Linked DNA regions of Mus musculus: region 2 is linked to region 1. A link is a contact called in public Hi-C data. All regions are on one chromosome and are shown on one strand. Each heading gives the region's core, a stretch centred on a gene start, on an enhancer-like site or on the middle of the called end of the contact. The rest is flanking DNA. Distances are from core to core; before and after follow the strand shown. Region 1 overlaps Gm33449 (a long non-coding RNA gene). Region 2 has its middle 31 kb from the start of Gm33581.

Region 1 (2,767 bases), core at 88-2,587:
TGCCTGCTCTCCCACCCTGTCCCTTCCTTTCTGTTCTGCAGAACCTATGTATGGACTTCTCATTATTTCAAGCAAGAGAACCTTGTGGAAACTTCCAGTGCCACAGAGGCGGGAGCATGAGCTTGCAAAGCCTTCTCTGCAGTCGCTGCCGCAGGGACAGCTCTGTTGGCCCAAGCTCAGGTCAGAACAGGCACCAGGGATGGAGAAGCTAGGTTCCCTGAGGGAGAAAGGCCAGTCAGTGCAGAGGAAATGGCTCTGTGGCAGGATAGAGTGGCCTTGCTCAGTGGGAGCCCCTAACCATATGACTAGGTACCTATTACCACTCTATCATCTGGGAACAAAAGCTGCTCCTGACTCTAGAGGCAGCGACCAAGAAGTGAGGGCTCTCTGGGTCTGTGACAAATTATGTCATTGTCCTTGACCTAACAGTGAAGTCACCTACCTCTCAGCCACTAAGTGGCAGAAACGTGCCTGACTAGGCCCTCCATTCTCAGGACATCTGACCTCTCTGCCACTTTGACCTTCACGAGAGCCCAGCTGCCTGCACTCACCCAGGCTATCTGCCGAGGTCCCTGTCCTTGGCCTCTGCTGAGCCCTGCCCCCTTCCACATCTGAATGAGCTAGGGTCTGAGGGATACCGCGCTGGAAGAGAGACCAGCCTGAAGCTTTTCCCTTTAGGTCTGAGTTAGTCCTCCCAAACCCTTGAAAGGGAGCAGCTGAGGGCATATTTTACTTCAGGCACACAGTCTAGTTTTCTTTATACCCACCCTTGTCATTTCTGGACAGTGGAGCAGCCAGAATTGAATCTCTAGGAGCTGGGAGAAAGGGTATAGAGGTGACTTCCAAAGAGCAATAGAGACTAGAACTCCCCGAGTGTGGCAGATTGCAGAGAGCTGGGTGACAGCATCGCCCTCCCCCTCTACCTCCACCTCCAGAGATGAGGTAAGGGGCCTTCCCAGATGCTAGCTCCTTCCATCCCATCTGAGGGAATGAAGGGCCTGAATGTGCTCAGGTCCCTGGTCAGATTAGAGATTGACTTCGAGCATTAAAAGAGGTAAGACGTTTGGCAGTCAGTGGTGTTTGTATGTTTCAACCTCCCCCGGTGTTCAACTGCCACCTCTAAGTCTCAGACTTCATGCCTTCCCAAATCCCTAGTCTCACGGTGGGCAGAAGCCAGACGGCCTGCCTGGGTTGCAATCCCAGCCCAGTCACATTCCAGTGGAGTGCCTATCAGCTGGTTAACTAGCCATTCTTATTCTCAGTCCCTTGACCTATAAATGCAGCATCACTGTGTTCATCGCCTGCCTTGAGATGCCTGAGGGACCAGCTGAAGTGAGACAAGGACACAGGCACCCAGGACAGTTCACTGGCCCAGCCAGACAACACATGCTACTAATCCACGCCTCAGCAGCTTCCTGGTTGGTTATCCTGCCTCCTTCTGTAGGAAGCAGCAACGTGTAGGAGCTGACTCAACACTACCTCTCCATTTTGGTGACATTGCTTGGAATCAAAACATGGAGAGGGCTTCAGTGCTTTGGTTAGGGGATCCCGCTGCCTCAACAACAGAATATGTAAGGCTCACTTCAGCGCCCAACACACTTAGGGTTAGGACCCAAGATGTCCATTTCATAACCCCACCCCACCCCTGCCCCATTTAGTACCTATGTAGCAGTCCCTGAGCTGGACGGATATTGGCAGAGCAATTTAACATTTCCCTCAGCCTGATGCCCAAGGTGCCTTTGCAGCTAGGGCGACAGAGCGGCTGGTGTTGCCTTGAAAATATGGGACACATCTGCCCCCTCGTGGCAGGGTCAGGAACGACGACAGCTACTTCCTGCTAGGCTTGGCAGCCTGGTGGCCAGACTTGAAGACTGACTTTGGGTCACCAAGGGTTGCAGATCCAAGCTGAGCCACAAGGTGGGGGCACACTCCAGGCCTTAGTCTTGAATTTCACCCACTTAATTATTTGCTTATTTTCTTTTCACTCAGCAAATATGGAGTGCCTACATGTGAGAGTATGGCTCCAAGCAGCAGGGATGTAGCTGTGGCTAAGAGAGCCACTTGACACCCACCTCTTCACTAAGATGTGAAATCTGGTGATTGCACACACAGAAGCACCTCCCAAAGAGCCGAGAACCAGGCAAGAGACCACAGGGTGATGTAGCTGCTCCTGTCTTGGGTTCTAGGAGTTAAAGAGGTAGCTGTACTCTCATTAGGCACCAAACACACATAAACTCAAAACGTCAGGCATTCTCCCCACACATTTGTTAGACCACCTATGATCAAGAGCAAAAAGGCTAGCAAGCATGGCTGAGGATCTGAGAAGGCAGAGGCCAGACACTGTTGGTGGGAACATGGATATGCTTGTGGATATGCAGTGTTTTGTTTTTAAAAACAAGTTAAAAACAGATCTACATTATCCCAGTCCAGGGTCATGCCTGTGTCCAAAGGAAATGAAGTTAGCATGTTGAAGAACCACTTGCCCAAGGTGTTCCTTTTAACTCTGTGCAGTGTAGCAAGACCTAGAATCATTATAGTGTCTATTGAAAAGGGTAAAGTGTGTGTGTGTGTGTGTGTGTGTGTGTGTGAGAGAGAGAGAGAGAGAGAGAGAGAGGTGGAGAGAGAGAGAGAAAGAGAGAGAGAGAAAGAGAGAGAGAGAGAGAGTCCATTTACATTGGATACCTAAAGTTTTCCTCCCATGTACAGAATGTGGAGCAGGCTGGAGGTGGGACTGGCAACAATATTTTAGTGAGTTCTGAGTGTGAAA
Region 2 (2,767 bases), core at 100-2,599, 120 kb before region 1:
TTCCGTACTTTGCCTTGTATGGACTTTACAGTCTCTCATCCAGTCAGGACAGGATGGCCCAACCCAGAGGCCCAGCTGAACTCTGACTCCATATCTTTATGCTGGGAACCCTCGCACCACCAATAGGATGGGTTACCTAATGCCTGAAGAGACTTGTCTAATGCCTGAAGAGACTTGTCTTGAATTTCTCTTAGCTTCCTCCTTCAATCCCTCAGAGAGGCCTTTAGAAGGCCTTCAACTCTGTAGCAGCCCCTTGAGCCCTCTTGTGGCATTCTGTCCCCCCCCCACTACTCATCTACATATGTACATATATATTACACACATATTACGGTGTGTAATCTGAGAGTTACTATTAGCTAATATTACAATAAAAAACTCAGTGTGTTTTGCAGTGGCCAGCTGGCAAAGAGAATTAGGTCTACTTTGCAGGCTGTAGCCCATGCAACTAACAGAGCCGCTCAGTACGTTCCGAAGCTGTGGACAGGCAGAAGCACGCATATCTGCACTGCTCACAAACGAGTGCCCACAGTTGACTTCCCGTTGTTCTTGGAATTCAAGGTAACTTAAAAAAAATCCCAAGGAGGCAAACATAGAGCCATGGAGGGAGATGATAGAGAGAGTCAGGCTACTGACTGACTCTTGCCTTCCTTCTCAGAGAGGAAGTCCAACTGGAGAAGGGTCATAGGTAAGAGAGCAGAGGTCACGGGGAGAGGCAGGCAGTTGGTCATGAAGCGTGAACAGTCAGAAGAGTTCCAAGGACGAAGAGATGGGAAGTCCAGGGCGATGGTAGGGGGAGGGGCCTCAGCGGCAGCAGGAAAGCTTGCTCAAAGCAGACCTGATGTAAAGATGTCAGAGAGTCATTGGGTTCTTTACAGCCTTCTTGGAAGTGAGAGAGAGAGAGAGTGTCAGACAGTAGGGGGATCAAGGAAAAGGAAAGGAACTAATTTTTGTTCCTTCTTGAGTCCACTAACCATCACGTGAGGGTGTCTACACATATGTTTTGAAGTGCTAATGATCAGAGGGGCATCTCTGGGTATTACATTATTCATTTGAGAACATCAGTGCCCAGAGAGGTTAACTGACTTGCTCAGGGTCACACAGCTGGTAGATACAGAGCCAACGGAAAGGAAAGAATGGTAATTGAACACAGGTTCAGGAAGCCTGGCAAAGGAATCAGCTGGGTGTGGCCTGTGTGACTGATGGGTTGGTGTGGAGGAAGGCAAGTGATGCCTTTGTCATGCCCCTGGGCACCACAGGAGCTAGTTGTTCACTCTCAAGCTGTGTGTCTGTCAGGGCATGCTCAGAGTGTTTACACAGGACACATTTCTAGCTCTCAGAGGACATCCCAACTATAAACGGAGATTATAGCTCAGCTCTCAGATGCCTGAGAGCCAGGCACTGGCTGACACTGGGATGGAGAACAGGGACTTGTTGTTTATATGACTCTCCATCTGGACAGCAAAGCCATGTTGGAGGGAAGGCCTTAGCTGAAGCTTAGACTGCCTCCCTGCTCCCTCCACGCCTGCTACTTGCCTAAGCACACAGTAGGGGAGAGGAGGCAAGGACTCGGAACAGGGCAGCATGTCCCCCACCCCAGGGGCTGAAGAAGGCCAGGGGTGGCTGAATGTCAACAGGACAGGCAGGAGTGAAGGACCTCTTTATTGTCAAGAAAGGTTTAGATGAGATAGCTAGGAACACTTCCTCTTCAGAAGAGATGAGGGATAGAAGTAAGTGTGAACTCAGTGGTCAAAAGGCCGTTAGGAGCATTCTGGGGTGGGGGTGGGGTGGGTAAGGTGGGGTGGGATAGGAGTGGGGATGGGGTGGGGGTGGGTGAGATGGAGTGGGGTGGGGTGAGGTGGGAGGTGAGGTGGGGGTGGGATTGGGGTGGGGTGTGGGTGAGGTGAGGAGTGGGTGGGGTGGGGGTGGGTGAGATGGGGTGGGGGTGAGGTGGGAGTGGGGATGGGAATGGCATTGTTATGGGAGATGACAGATGAAGGTGACCATCTCCCAGACTCCATATTATGTCCTCCACTCCAATCTATCAGTCACGCAGGCCACACCCATGTTCCATTTGAGCAAGGGAAGAAAACTGGGGTAGGCTTGAACCCTTGAATGCTTTCAGGGGACACAGGTATGACCATAGGTCTAAAGTTTCTTTGTTCAATATCACTGTGGCACCTGAAAGCCCAGAACAGTAGGAGGTAACCTGAAGCCATTTTCTTTTATGTAGGGTGCTTTCTCTATTATTCTGGTTTTGGCTAATTTGCAAAATTACTGCCATTGTATATTGGCCTGAGAGACAGTGCAGCTTGCAGAGCGACTCTTAGTAGATGGACATTATGCATCAGGCCATCTTGGGTGACTACTGTAAAATACGGAGGGAAAATGTTTATTAAGCTCATGGTTTAGAGCAGGCAGCTTCGATGGCTTGGCCACTGTTGAAGGCACTAGAGGATAGCCAGCCTGTCATGATAGAAGCATGCACAGGAGCTAATGGTCCATTCTGGAACCAGAGCAAAGAGTGGCCTGACTGGAATCTCGCACAGATGAGACTTTCAGGACAGTGACAGGAGGGGAGGGCTCAGCAACAGCAAGAAAATAATATGTAGAACAGACTTAATTTGGGGGTAACAGCCTATCTCCATCATTGTCTCATCTTCTGCTGAAATAGGACACACCAGGGAAGGTATTGTACTACGGTGAGCCGGGGATAAGGAAGGAAGACCAGACCTGTACAGATGCTTCCAAAGATCTTACAAACCCTCTC

What was found. Hi-C and Micro-C count contacts between places; a contact is called where the count stands out from the background.
Region 2: a contact with region 1 is called in a Hi-C map of cerebral cortex, with 3 times the contacts expected there. The contact joins two enhancer-like sites. A contact is called at or near these places in 3 of 15 datasets of contacts at CTCF or cohesin (the NIH/3T3 cell line, embryonic stem cells and stem cell-derived epiblast-like cells), 46 of 484 Hi-C or Micro-C datasets (the C2C12 cell line, the C3H10T1/2 cell line, LSK cells and 27 more) and 8 of 115 datasets of contacts at active chromatin or transcription factors (the NIH/3T3 cell line, embryonic basal ganglia, embryonic fibroblasts and 2 more).

Annotation. Positions count from the first base shown.
Region 1 is chr6:126,563,086-126,565,852 of GRCm38.p6, reverse strand. It overlaps Gm33449 (a long non-coding RNA gene), which reads left to right. Exons shown (of 2, transcript XR_378038.3): 2 at 1-1,814. Among named protein-coding and RNA genes, the nearest start is that of Gm33320, 5.9 kb to the right of the region's middle. Within about 2 kb of position 1,337, at least 19 of the 459 cell types and tissues checked have an H3K27ac peak or open chromatin away from gene starts, as enhancers often do. A contact at or near this core is called in cerebral cortex, where this site is marked.
Region 2 is chr6:126,683,938-126,686,704 of GRCm38.p6, reverse strand. No RefSeq gene overlaps it. Among named protein-coding and RNA genes, the nearest start is that of Gm33581, 31 kb to the left of the region's middle. Within about 2 kb of position 1,349, at least 18 of the 459 cell types and tissues checked have an H3K27ac peak or open chromatin away from gene starts, as enhancers often do. A contact at or near this core is called in cerebral cortex, where this site is marked.